2 separate regions of the Gossypium hirsutum genome follow, and region 2 is linked to region 1. A link is a contact called in public Hi-C data. All regions are on one chromosome and are shown on one strand. The core of a region is the stretch at or near the end of the contact, and the rest is flanking DNA. Distances in the headings are between cores, read along the strand shown. Region 1 holds the start of LOC121204486 (root meristem growth factor 10). Region 2 holds the start of LOC107935859 (cyclin-U2-2).

The links. A called contact is a pair of places that touch in the nucleus more often than the background predicts.
Region 2: a contact with region 1 is called in a Hi-C map of leaf, with 3 times the contacts expected there. The contact joins the enhancer-like site here to the promoter of LOC121204486 in region 1. A contact is called at or near these places in 2 of 34 Hi-C or Micro-C datasets (both in leaf).

The regions. Positions count from the first base shown.
Region 1 is chrA08:105,510,442-105,517,386 of Gossypium_hirsutum_v2.1, forward strand. LOC121204486 (root meristem growth factor 10) reads right to left here and starts at 3,146. Exons shown (of 2, transcript XM_041074330.1): 1 at 2,635-3,146; 2 at 1,977-2,523. The coding sequence starts at 2,763. The coding sequence ends at 2,221. LOC107935857 (autophagy-related protein 8f) reads right to left here. Exons shown (of 6, transcript XM_016868482.2): 1 at 6,527-6,945; 2 at 6,118-6,218; 3 at 5,989-6,044; 4 at 4,983-5,035; 5 at 4,683-4,801; 6 at 4,247-4,582. The coding sequence starts at 6,154. The coding sequence ends at 4,494.
Region 2 is chrA08:105,688,015-105,695,548 of Gossypium_hirsutum_v2.1, forward strand. LOC107935859 (cyclin-U2-2) reads right to left here and starts at 4,767. Exons shown (of 4, transcript XM_041074336.1): 1 at 4,240-4,767; 2 at 3,957-4,148; 3 at 3,747-3,792; 4 at 2,534-2,699. The coding sequence starts at 4,652. The coding sequence ends at 3,762. Within about 2 kb of position 1,632, at least 1 of the 9 cell types and tissues checked has an H3K27ac peak or open chromatin away from gene starts, as enhancers often do. A contact at or near this core is called in leaf, where this site is marked.

The DNA.
Region 1 (6,945 bases), core at 1,896-4,395:
TTGTACAAAATAATATTGATGTGTGTTCCAACTTTGTTTTGAACATGAGAAATATTTATTTTGATAAATAATATAAAATTCCAATATCTATAAAAGCAATTAAAATAGGCTTTTTCATATCACTTTCAAACGTGAGGCGATGGTTATGTGATTACATTTTTTGGAAATAAAAATAGAATAAAAAACTTATATTAAATTTTATTACATTCGTTTATTTAAAAATAAATTATAACGATAAATAGGTAAATCCAAATATTAAATGCACTTTAATTGTTGATAATAGTCTTGTAATTTTTCTTGAGTTGACTTGTGGCATCAATTCAATCATCAACATTATCGATACTAGATTTTGTCACACCCATAATGCGGGTGAAAGAAACTATTTTTAGTTAAAATTATTATCTTTTAAAATTTATTCAATCATGAATATAAGTGGAGCGATAATAAACTTGTATTTTAACACTATTTAACACATGTTCGACCCTTGAATTTATAGTTTTTAACTATTTTATTTAAAGATGATATAAAAAGTAAGAAAAAAGTAAAAAGTGTCATCATAATAATATTAATTATAATTTAAAAAAAAGATATTTTTATAATTTCATAACTGAGTTGGTGACTCAATTAAGAGTGGCACCAACACATTAAAGTGTTTAAATGCAAGTAAGTATGTTAGATATACAATCAATGTGGGTGAAATAATCAAAATAATGTTTTGGTTGAAGTGGTAACAAAATAGACTTTACTGATGCTGGTGGCATGAGTCCAAATCTCAACTTTGGTAACCTTTTTAGGGATAAATCTTAAGACTATACATAAATTTTGGTCTAATGTGCAATTTTAGACATGAATTTAGATTTGATCCAATTCACACAAGTTATTAATACAATTATTGATATAACATATATTATTGTATACACAAATATTCATATTTATCTAGTATAAAACTAAATTGATATATTTATTTATTTAAATGTGTATGATTGAATCAAAATTAAAGTTTGAACTACAAACAAAGTTTCATATGTATAATTATACCAAATCAAAGTTTATATATGAAATTGTACATCAAACTAAATTAAAGTTTTCTTTCTATGGATATTTCAACTATACATTATATTAAATATATTATTTATCATTATATATATTTGTTCTGTTATATAGATGGATGAAGATGTTGAAAGAGGAATTATTAATCATAGATTATTTACACATTCTTATTTATGTTTATCCCGTTGCTAGTTATGTATAAAGTTAATTTGTGCCCTGCAATTATCAATAGAGAACTAACCTAACCTATAAATACTCTTCTCTTAACTTTAGAGAGGGATCTCTCTCCTTTGATCCTTCTTACTCAATTTAAAATGTTATAATCTTCTTTTTATGCGTATCAACAATGGGCCAAATTAAACCTTTTATTTTTCTTTTCTCTCAATAAATATGAATTTTTTTCTTAAATTGTTAGGCCTATTTGAGTATCAACAAATTAAATTGGATAACCTCCGATAAGATATAAAAGGTAATATATATATATCACACGAATTGCATGCATGTTAAATGGCATTTCTTGAAAACGAAATCATGAACCATTCGAGACCTATATTTTCAATTTTCGGAACTTATTTCCGTTGTTCTCACTTTACCTAAACGCCATTTTTGGTTAGCTCAAAGTTTGATCATCAACGCTGTTTTGCCTTCACGGAAATTGCCAATTCAAGCGTACCTTGGCCAAAACTAATTTAATGACTGCCGTAGTATTTTGACTTGCATCTACCCACTACTATTCCGAACTGTGTTATATTTGCTTCATCTTTCACACCTAAACGAAATATAAAGAGAAAAGAATGGAGCAGGATACACACACACACATATAATCAATAGTAGAAGTTACATGTAGTTTGAAAAGATTAATGAAACATAAATATTTCTCTCCGAGGAACATATATATATGATCCATGATGAATATACACTAAATTTATAGAGGGGAAAAAAGGGCTTGTAACTCATTATATAATCCATCACCCTATGTTATATATATAGTCATATATATAACTTGTTATGCCTATGCTGGAAAGATCAACATTTGACTTGAGCCCTAATATTTTAAAAGGCTCTTTTAACTCTATGTTTTGCGGTTCTTGCGGAAGCTGGTAGCTTAGCTTTCTTTCCTCGACTCTCTGGACTAGCAAAGAAAATAAAACCTTTTTTTTTTAATATATATCAGTTGTGATGAGGAGGATGTGTCTTTGGTGGTGAGTAATCCAAGTTAAAACCTGGATTTTTTTCGCCATGTTTCTTGTGAGGCACACGCCAAGAAACTGCAACACTTGGATTTTTTTTCTTCTCATTTTCGACTATTGTCTTTTGGTACTTCACCTCAGCATCTTCCAGCTTTTGAGTGACATTATATCCATGAGATTCCTCGATGCTTTCTTCTTTCATGGATCGGAGTTCCTTGGAAGAAGACGATTTCGCCTGTAATACTGGAACTGAGTTGTTCTTTCGATCGTTCTTCATACCATTCTGCAAAACAAAAGGCCCCCAAACCCAAACGAAGTTAAATAATGCATGCGCACTATGTACAACAAAATAGCAAAACATTAGATGATGATTGTCATTGTATATTGGACCTACCTTGATGGAGAAGTGAAGTATATTATTGATCTTATGATGCTTACTGACAACTACAACAAGACGACGAGCACTGCACACTTGCAGAGAAAGGCATAGAAGGAGAAGAAGAAAACAAGATGGGGTTGACATGTTAAGGCAAAGCAAGATGTGGTACTGGTAAGATCATCAAATGCAGCTATATGCTTCACTTAGAACATGCAGATGTATAAAGAGAAGCAACATATACCCCTCACCAGGGAAATTAGAGAAGCAACATAAGAGCTTGCTTTGGTGATTATATATCGGAAGGAAAAAGTATAAAAGGTAAGAAAATGAGAAGTAAGATAAATAAATTGAAGAAAGCTAATGCGTGCTTAGCTAGCTGATTGTGTGTTCCGAGGGACACTAGTTAAATCTCATGTCGTTTTTAGTACTTCTAGTTAATTGCCTTTACCCACCATTTCATTCTTGGAAAACTTAAAACCGATGAATATTCTAATGCTAAAACTAAAAAAGTGGGAACCCTTTTTAGATCTTAGTCGATAGATCTTGGAGAATGGTGCAATTAATGACTAAAATGTCCCTATATAACCCCTAACGAAAACGAAAATAATAAGAAAAATATGTTATTAGCTTCTTTTTAGAACAGTTTTAAGAAGATCGATGTTGGAACTCATTGTGAAGTAGCGAAATTCATAAGCATGAAGCAATATTATGTGTAGTTTGCCAACGCCACATGCACTCACAGCCATTTGCAAGGCTCCAAAAAGCTTGAACAGTGAATGTGAAAATACACGTACGTCGGTCCTACAAAGCGGAAATGTGCGGGAGCGAGGTAGGACCATGCAACCAAGGAGACAAGGTTACATGGACCACCACCACCACCTCTTCCTTCATATGTTGTGCGAAACACAAGGGTTCCCCCCCTTAACCGTCAACACCGGCCATACAATCTGAGTTATTCAATTGCCACGTGGATTCAACCCCCCCCCCCAATGGCCGCCGAAATCCATTCCTTCCACTAGTTGTCCGACTCCTGGCAACGCCATTCTTAACCTTTTAAACCAACAGCGTATCAAAGCCAAAAAGCAGGTCATCCCGAAATATGCACGCTGAGAGAAACCCAACCCTCGTTGGGGATGATACACAGATTAAATCTTCACATATTTCATTAATTCTCGTTAAAAATTCAAACTTCTTTTAATATTCAAATTTGATATATGAAGTTAAACCATCTTTATCTCTCGTTAACATAAAATGCTTTGGCATGACCTGCAGATAAACATTCTCGTGGTGAAAGCATGCATTGTGCCTTCATGTTTTGTTTGTATCATGCATTTGGTGTTTGAATGTTGGTGGTCTCGTGGGGGATGTTTATTTCTGTTGGGTTTAGAAGGGAGCGCCGGCGAGACAGGCTCGAGTTCCCAGAGGGATGGGGATTCGGGCAGGGGGCGTTGACAAATCGGATCCAATCGATATGTTTGGTAAAAGTCAAGCATTTTCGGTTGTCTCAGACTCCCTTGTCTCCACGGCACCAATTTTATATTATACGATGTACCACTGTTCTCCATGTTAACTATAGTAGGATTCAAATACTCTGAACCAGGGGAATTTGTCAAACATCAGCCATCAGTGAAACTAATAAATGGGTTGAATTGTCAACTTTTACGGACAAAGTTGAATAAAGGGTTACAACATTCTTCAATGAATTTGAGCAATAGTTCCGACATTTTAGATTGACATGGAATTATGTACGGTGAAACTATACACGTATAGGCATTCCGAGGAATCATATCATATATTAGGCAGAATGCCACAATTATTAATTTATTCAATTAAATGTAAACTATAGCATGGAAATAAGGTCCCTGCATGATCTGCTAGCCAAATGTATTTTCTCCACTGTATGTAACGTACAGAAATCCGTCTTCATCCTTTTTTTCATCATAGATAGTTGACATAATTGCTCCTGCATAACGATCATGGCTACTTAGCATATAGAAATTGAAAAGGTAAATATATTAACGTATAACATTATTCAAAGAGAAGAAATTTGCAAATTTTAATACCGGTCGGTGGGAGGACACCGTCCACAAATATGAAGATAGCCTTTTCAGCGATCAGTTTAATTCTCTTCCGGATTACATAGATGAACTGACCAACTGTGAGGTCGGCAGGGACCAAGTATCTGTAAATTATTTAAATCAAATCATCAAAAGGATATCCATTACCTATATTTCAGTTGCGCCAAAGGAAATTGATCAATGGACTTAAAATGCAACCATACACATGGTGGCTAGCAGTTGCTAATAAATAATAATGAACGATAACAAGGAATAAGGTAAACTTGGCATGAAAATTTTGCTTACTTCTTCTTGTCAATGTTAGGAATATCACTTCTTTCTGCCTTCTCCACAATCACCTAAAAAGCACATGCGCAAACATCAATAGAAGCAAGATTGGGGTATTAAAATGTTATAAATTTCACTTTTGCCTTATGCAGGGATGAAAAGCCAAACGTGAATAAACTGTTTTAAGCAGGCTCCATTTAAACAATTGCACAGCTAAATTATGAAGTCTTTTTCTATTGATAACTCAATCTGGGATAAAGACATCGTCTATTCTACACTTTCAAGTTCTTGAGTTACAACCCTTCCTCCTCCTTAAGAAGTTTTTTTCTTTTCTAGACTTTGACAGGGAGGGGCAGGGGATTTCAGGCTCAGGTTTATCTTTATTAAGCTTTAAAATAGAAAATGTATAGATCACAAATACCATTCCAGACCATTAGCTGTTCTACTAGTAGATATTGCTCTTAATCATCAAGTCACATCCACCAATAGATGAACATTGGTATTGGCAGGACTGAAATTGCTTTCTAGATATCATGACAGAAATAGAACTCATCTATTGCTCATAATCATCAAGTCACACTCAACAAAGTGTATAATCGATGTTAACACAATAGATATCAAAATGCCGCAAAGACACCACGACAAGTCTTAAGAAAAAAGTCATCCATTAACATATATACTTAAAGCAAAAGTTAGACAAGCATTACAGGTGAAGGCAGTGCAAAGCCATGATTTAGGCTCAAAACTCTAAAGCTCATAGACGAGAAAAGAACTTATAACACAACAAAAATAAGACTTTTCAGTAAATTAGCCAATTGAATCATTTGATCCTTCGTTTGTACAAAAATAAATTATATATATTAAAATGGATACCTAGAAAAAAATTAAGAAGCAACAGAATGCACAAAGAATAGACAAGTGGTGGAACAATCATAATTATTCTTTAACATCAGCAAAGAAGAGAGGAAAAAATAAAAAAAAGTCAAAAGGGTGGAAAAAGACAAGGGTAAGGATGAATTCTTACTGGAATTCTATCAGGGTATTTTCCCCTGATTCTGGCAGCCTCAGCACGCCTTTTCTCTGAATATGAAGAATCCATAAATTAATGAAAAGCAACCAAAGAATAGCTAATACATGATCAGCAGTAACATACCAAAATCATGCTCAATCTTGAAGCTGCTTTTAGTCATATCGGCTGATATATCACTGCAGAACCATCAGGATGTAAAGTCAACTGATACCCTATTTTTAGACCTTACCGTAGACAAAAACCACAAACTTTAAAGTAGGACAACAATTCAAATTCAAGTTAAGATATCCTTTAATTCCAAATTAAATAAAAAAAGAAAGAAGAAATAAGAATCCGATCATCATAAATTCAAGACAGTAAAGAAGAAGAAGAAGAAGAAGAAGAAGAAGAAGAAGAAACCCAAACCATATTTGATATTGAGAAACCAAAAGAACAAGAATTCAAGATTTCTTTTTTTACCTCAGCAGATATAGAAAAGGCTGTAAGGATTGAATTGAAACAAAGAGATGAGATGATGAAGAAATCAACTAACCGATGGATGAGGTGTTGTTGTCTTGAAGATTAATATGAATGAGAAGATGATAAAAATAGGTGTTTATTTAAGATTTGTTTTAGTTTGGGGGCATTTCTCCTCCAACTGGGCTAGGTTGCTAACCAAGTAACCGCCACGTCAGTCTCCTACGGTATTTGGATTTTCTTCAATACTTATCCAATCTTGGAATTGGATGACGCTTCCTCATTTCACTTCATTTTAGAATCATCCATCCTTGGTGAGCAAATTTTTTCAGAATTCTACACTGTTTCCAACACACCTCATCTTCAACTCTGTGTTATGTTTATATTAGGCTTAAATATTAAAATATCTGCAATGTACAAATTCAATACTCAATTGAGTTACTCTTGGAATTTAGATTTTAATTGAAATTTAGTAATTTGAGTTCCTCCATTATG
Region 2 (7,534 bases), core at 382-2,881, 180 kb after region 1:
CCGTCAAATCAGCATCCCAGGTCGATCTCGAACTCAATAAGGTGAAATATGTTAATTGTTGGTAATGGCATGTACCTAGGATGTTTATTTGTATCATTTAGTACCGTCATTATAATGATGAAATAAGTAGAATTAAGTTTGGTAATGATATATTGTATGAATAGACTTAATTGAAATAAATTTGAACTAATTGATAATGTATGTGAATTATTTAAAAAGATCCATTACATAGGTTCATAAAATGTCTAGTTGGTCATGATTTGGTTAGATTCAAATATGATTCAAAATGATTGAATAATTGGTTTTTGGATTGTTTGATGTTGTTGAATTGCAGGGTTGGTAAACTTGAAGTTTAACGATAATTTTGAGTCCACACGGCCTGGCACACGGGCATGTGACTGAACCGTGTAAGACACATGGCTTGCACATGGGTATGTTGTTAGGTCGTGTGTCCCCTGCACCTAAAATGCTACAAAACAGATTGCCACACGGGCTGAGCACACAAGCGTGTGTCTTGACCGTGTGAAATTAATTTGTTCATAGGAAAAAGTCAGAGAGCTCCACGGGTAGAAGACACGGGCATGTCTAGGCCGTGTGAGCCACACGGTGTGGCCACACGGCCGTGTGGTATAGTTCATTAAGGGGAAATTTTAAGAATTTTATGAAAAATTTTATAAGCTTCAGATTGAGTCCTGGTTTGGTTTTTTTACATACATTTTAAGTCTCGAAGGCTCATTAAAGGAACTTTAAGATATATTTTATGAACTGAATTGTATTTTCTTTCTTTATTAGTCGTAATTGAACTATAGTGACCGATAATACTCTGTAATCCTGTTTTGACTACGGGATATGGTTAAGGGGTGTTACAAAAAACATAAAAATCAACATAAATAACCAAAAAGCCAAGGACGTGCCAATAGACAGTCGAGAGAGTGCCAAGAGGCAAACTTTTCAAAATAATTTTTAAAATGTCATTTATTCATAATTGGTTGACCCCTATCAATATTGTCCTTGAGTTGAGCCGAGATTTTATTTTCCAACTTTACGAGATCTTAAGTGCTTGAAAAGGCCACTTGGAGCGTAAGGCCATAGAGCGAGATTGGATTAGACCAACCAAAAGAAATGGTGGTCATTTGGCTATGGTATAGGGTTTGAATCCCCCAACCTATATAGGATTTAGGTCATTAAAGGGGAGGCAAAGTACCACTTGATCTAGTGATCAATTAAGGGGTTTGTCAGCTCTAAATAGACAACATGTTAAAAACTTATTTAAAATAAGTTAAGTCTTCCCTCAACAATATCTTTCAATATTTGATAATCACATATAATCTTGACCATTTTCGAGTGGAATTAGAATAGACTCAAATAAGAAAAATCTCTAACTATTTTCTCTTTTACAAAACTTAAAATCTTGGAACACCATATAACCATGAGAATCAAGAAACAAAACTAAAATGAAAAAGTAAACACTAAGAATGAAAACAGTGATGAAGAAGAGACAGAATTTAATGGCACAAGGGCTTGTTCCATTAAACTCAAAAATCGCACATTTATACCCTAGATTGGAGCTCAATAATGGGGTGAGGATCCTTGGTATGCTGCATCATTCAACTCCAAACAGGAACCTTTTAGGGCCTCAAAGGTTCGTAAATATTTAGCCTTTCACTTTGGTATTTAAAGCAAAGGGCCAAAGGACCAACAAATGCGCAAAAGATTATATTAGTATTACTGTTCAACGTCACACACTTAGCCCATCTTTCAACATCAAGTATGCCCAATAAACTTTCCTCTTCCCTTATATCCAATTGATTAAGTATTATTGACTAACAATTCATCATATTAAGTTGGTCAATCGATTTTTTTTCCCTATTAAGGTTTGTGTGTTTGATATAAATTTGAGTTAAGTCCAGCGGTTAGATTGGATTCTAAATAAGTTATGAAATTCAAACTGAGAATTGATTGAATTAATCATTTTAAAGCAAACTTTAATTGATGAACCTTTCTCCCTCCTCCTCCATCCTCTTTGCTTTTTCCTTTCATCCTTTCACAAGCCTATAAAATATAAATTAATAAATAAACCTATTTCCAGTTAAAAAGTACTCTGAAAAAAACTAAATCTTTCATCCCATACTCCATTATTTTACTTATAATAATTTACTCCCTCTCTGAGATGTACAAAACAACTTACACATTGATAAGTGTTAAAAATTTATAATTAAGGACAAGGGACAACCTTAGTTGTAAGAAATAAAATAATAAAAAAAATTAGGTTAAAACGTGCTATTAGTCTCTATTTGTATAAATTATTTTCTTACTCTTTCAATTTAAATTTCTTAATTTTCTATTAAAATTTATCAATTTAATCAATTATATATCATGGATAATCTAACTAGAATTTTAAATTTTTATAGAAAATTTTTACAATTTAATTAATTCAACTTATATTTTTAAACAAAAATAATTTTTTTTTAAACTTTTTAACGATGAAATCTTAAAATTTGTGAAATAAAAAAAATTAACAACGAAAAAAATATAAAGAAATACATTTATGTTGTGCCCATTAATATAAAGTAGTGGAAAAGACTCGTAAGCTACCCTCGACTATAGTGTAGAGAGTGGAGACATTGCCGCCTTTCTTTTAAACTCATGTCATTGTCGTCTTCCACCAAGCCAAGCTTCCACCTACCGTCCCTCTATCTCTGGGTGATAAGATAATTATATCATTAGTTAGGAAATAAGATGAGTTTCTTTCCTAATGGAAATGACACCCTTTTTGTTTTAGCCTACCCTACCATCCAACAATAAGGAAATAAAATGTACAAATTGGGTTGTGGATTTAATTTTTATATTTAAAATTTTAAAATTTTAATTTTGATTTAAATGATATTAATTAAATTTTAATATTTTTAAAATTTTATAAAAAAATATATTATTATATGTGTAATTTTATGTTAATTTGTTATTTTCACATAATATTTATAAGAAATTAAGTCATTTTAATTATGATTTAGCGGCTTAAATTTTGAAAAGTATATAGATTAAAATATATTAAATTATAAATTAATATGGATTAAATTCACAACTTATTCATAATGTGAGGATACTAACAAATTCTGATCAAATGAATTTAATTGTTATTTTTAGGTTAAAATTAAAATTTAAGAATGCAAAAAAGAATAAAAACTAAAATTAAGAATAAATCATTTCTTTTGGGGAATCAAGTTGGTACATGATCATGGTTAGACTTAGAGGACTAAACCTTTTCACCTACTGCAGCATCTTAATGATAGCTAGCATTATTTAGTTCCCCAGTGGCCCACTTGACGGGCACCTTGAATTAATAACGCCCACTTCTTTATATGTAAACTGACCCACAATCGATAATGTTAAAGCATAGAAAATAATTGGTGAAAACTTTAGATTATTCATAATTTCAAAGACTGATGTAGGCCTTCATTTTTGCTTTAAATGAAGAATAACTTTGTTACATAAAATCAATGTTCTAAACACAAGTTTCAACTAACTCGGATGATGATGAGAGCTCAACTGGCCTTAACAACTTTAAATCTATATTCATGTTTTTGTATTAAAAGCTTTTCAAAATTAATTGAAATTTTGATATTGTACCAAAGCTTTTTTCTTTTTTTTTAATATATGTAAATTATTTGAGCAAAAATGGAAAACATGGGAATAGTATTAACAAATAATATATTACTTGTATTCCATTTCTTAAGCAGAAGACATACAATATGGTTTATACATCACTCCTCTGTACTGGCCCCAACTTCAAAGCTGAAACAAAACAATCACATATTTATACATCAAATGTGTACACATAATAAAGCAAAAGCAAAACAAAACAATAAAAAAGCAACCCTATTAATTACAACAAAATGCGAGCAATGGAGTTGTATCTTTTTTGTTCAACTTGTTTGGATTTGATATCTTCAGCACACCTTAGAGTCCTCTCAATGTGGTATCCTCCTCCAATGCTCACTTCCCTCTCCAAGTGACTGCAGTAGCTCTCGAACACTGTCACATTTACATGCAGTTTGAAACCCATCATGAACAAAAATTCAACCTCCAACTTGTTCAGTTCCTTGGTCGTCAACCCTCCTACTCGTGCAAAGTACGAATTTCTGTAATTCCTACCAAACAGTACCAATACTATTAGATTAATACTCTACGCATACTTTGAAGATAATGGGAAGGGGGAAACTAGACTACAACTATACTCACATGTCTTCAACATACTTGGAAGCCACCATGATGATGGTAATGAGGAGCCTATGTACGTTCCTAGCATTAATCCGGAACCCTGGATTTGCTTGGCGAAACCGATCCATATATACATATGCCACCACATAAACGGATGGTCCGGCTTTGGTGTAACGGAAGATTCTTTCTAGGTAGGATTGAATCGTCATGTCTGGTGTCTCCTGGCACTCGAAAACTCTGCTATTGCAATCTTTTGCCAATGCCCATTTACAGTTCTTGGCTATCCTTTCGTTTCTTGCCATTGTTCTCTCAATAAGAGAAGCCAGGACTGACATCACCAGTGGGGTTTTTGCATCATTCTGATAGGAGTAAGAGTAGAGATCGGATCGAAGCTTTCTTGGAGAGATTGTAAGGGAAGATGCAGTCATTTCCATGAGTTCAAAATGTTACGAAAATAATAAGCGTGAAATCTAAAGAGGAGGAAAATGAAGGGATACCCAGGCTGTGTGATGTTTAATGAGTATTTATAATAGGGGGCAGCCGTTGAGTTGGTAATGTAAAGAAAGATGGGGTAGTGAATAAAGTAAGAGAGAAATGGTATTATAATTTAAGCAACACCTCGATATGTCTCAAATAAAGTTTTAAGTTTGAATTTTATTAATATCAAATACTGATAAAAAAAAGAAGAAGGTGTAAGTCACATTCACTCGTGTAGGGTAGAAAGCCGGATGAATTTGTTTTTTTTTTAAGTTTTAAGTTTGAATCTTATTGATATTAAATATTGATAAAAAAAGAAAAGGTGTATTTCACTCGTGTAAGGTAGAACGCCGAATGAAAAGGATGAAAAAAGAGTAAGGAGGAAGAGGATTAACTTGGATAGACCCCTTTATCTTGTGTACATGAACTTATATAGTGAGTTATCCTTTATTTAATGTCATGTGACAGATCGGATGATTGTGTTAATAAAATAGAGGTTAAATATCATATACTAAATGAATATTATTATTGCAAGTTGGTTGCCATTATGTTATGTGTTGCGTGGCATTGCTCGTGTTGTAGGTTGTTTTACTCTAACTTCATCATTGCTTGGAGCACTAGATGATAAGTAGACTCATTTATCTTTTAACAAAGAGTCTTAACTGAGTTAATTTAAATAGTTAGTGTTTTACCAAAAAAAAATTAACATAATAAATTTGATACATGTCTTTTTTGGGCGAATATAACAACTTTTATGGAAAAAAAATAATATCGAAATAATTAACTTGTTTAATAATAAGATCCAATTTAAATTTAAATTTAATCAAAAATCAATTGGAAGGTGGGTGGAAGCCAAGCTTCTATCAGTACAAGTTTGCTAAATATTTGAGTGATTCCTCCGAGCAAAGGCGGAGTTGAAAGTAGAGACAAAGCAGCTAAGCTTTTTTCCACATTAAAAAAACAACCCAATTTTGTGTAATCTGGAACATATATATCCAGTGGTGGAATAAAAAAAGAGGCAGCCGACAGCGGGTTGAAGGGAAAGGATGGGCATTGAAAGAGGTGAGTAGGTTCGTTTGGACCCATAAGAAGTACTAGACGGCATTTATAGTTGTAGATGTACTTGTACTGGCCTTGAGATTCGTGTCTTCTGAAAACCACAAAAGCCTCCAGTGTCCTATTCAATTTCTTGTGTGTTTATGTTAGATATTTGACTCCTCTACCAAATGACATCAAAATCTTAGCTTTCTACTTGTACCACGTGCATGATCTGAGATTAGAATCTCCACTTGATTTGCATCTTACTTGAACCACACCGACACTAAATTCAACTTATCCCGCAACTGCTATCTTAAGGATAATAATGTCTTTGACATATAAATCAGTGCATCTGAATGATGATAATACCCTTAAAAGGAAGTATTATAACCATTAGTACCAATGCAAGTGGCGAAACGCTAAAACATTTCAACATTATGATTAATCACCATTGGACAGAGTTATTAACAATCTCATATAAGTTTGGGTTTATATTTTAATCTTTAATATTTAGTGAGGGATTCTGGGGTGTAGCGTCTGCTCCACCAAAAATAAATAAATCTTACCAAAATTTGTGGTTAACTGTAAATTTCGAAGTCCTTTGTCCCCAAAAAATAAATCCAAGTACCATAAACCCCAGTCCATTCATTTCTCTTGTGGATTTTTATCAAATTCTACTTAGAATTTATTTACTTGGAAGGGACAGTCACTGACCCATCCCATTCTTCACTCAAAAACAGTATCAAAATTCTGACTCGAAAATCTGGCCTGGGCCACAGTTTTGTTGCAAATAAATTCCCCCCACAATTTTTGTTGTATCACTATCTTGTTTTACAAATTTGAAGAGAGAGTATTACATCTATATAGTTTAAACTTCGATATTTTATTAATGTTAGAAGGAGAATTACATCAATATAATATAAACTTCGATTTTTCTTTTAAGGGTAAACCCTGGTTATCGACATGCTAACAAACGGATCATTTATTAGAAACAGAACTTTTTTCAAACCTAAAGGCTCCTTGCATGACTATGATAGCCTACCCAAGTTGTGCTACAACGGCCACAATGATTTCAGCCGACTTTTAACCTCTATGTATAAACAGAATTTGGGCTTTATTAATACCATATCCTCAACCCAATGGGGGCATTAATTGTTTGCAACAAAAGGGTGCAGCCATCAATTCAAGGCCCATGCTGGGATGGGAAAGAAAATGTTTAGCCCAATTTTGTTATTAATCTCTATACTATGTGTAAATTGAAGATTTAGTACTATATTTCAATTTAGTCAATTTTAATTCATGTATTTTTCAAATTTGGGAATTTCGGTCATTACCAATTAAACTTATTAAATCAAGTTCTGCTATTAGTCTCATATTATGTGTAAGTTATGAGATTTAATTATTTGATATGTAATTTTATCATTTTTTGTAACGACCTGATAGTTAGGGATGTCGAAAAGTGTATTCCCGAGACTCCGTTTCTACAAACCGGACCCATAAATATTATTATTAAATATTTACGAAGTTATATTAGAAACAAATTAAATTTTGGATAAATAATTTTTATGAAATTAGGAGTTATTAAAGTACGGTGACTAAATTGTGTAGGTGTCAAAAGTTAAATTATAGATTGAAATAAATTAAAGGGGCTAAACTAACAATTATATCTTTGTTTCTTTTAAAGTGGCTCGTCATGAATTAATAAATTACGCATGTGTATATATATATTATATAATTTAAGTTAATATATTATATAATTTAAGTTAATTTTAAAATATATATATTATAATAATAGTAATAA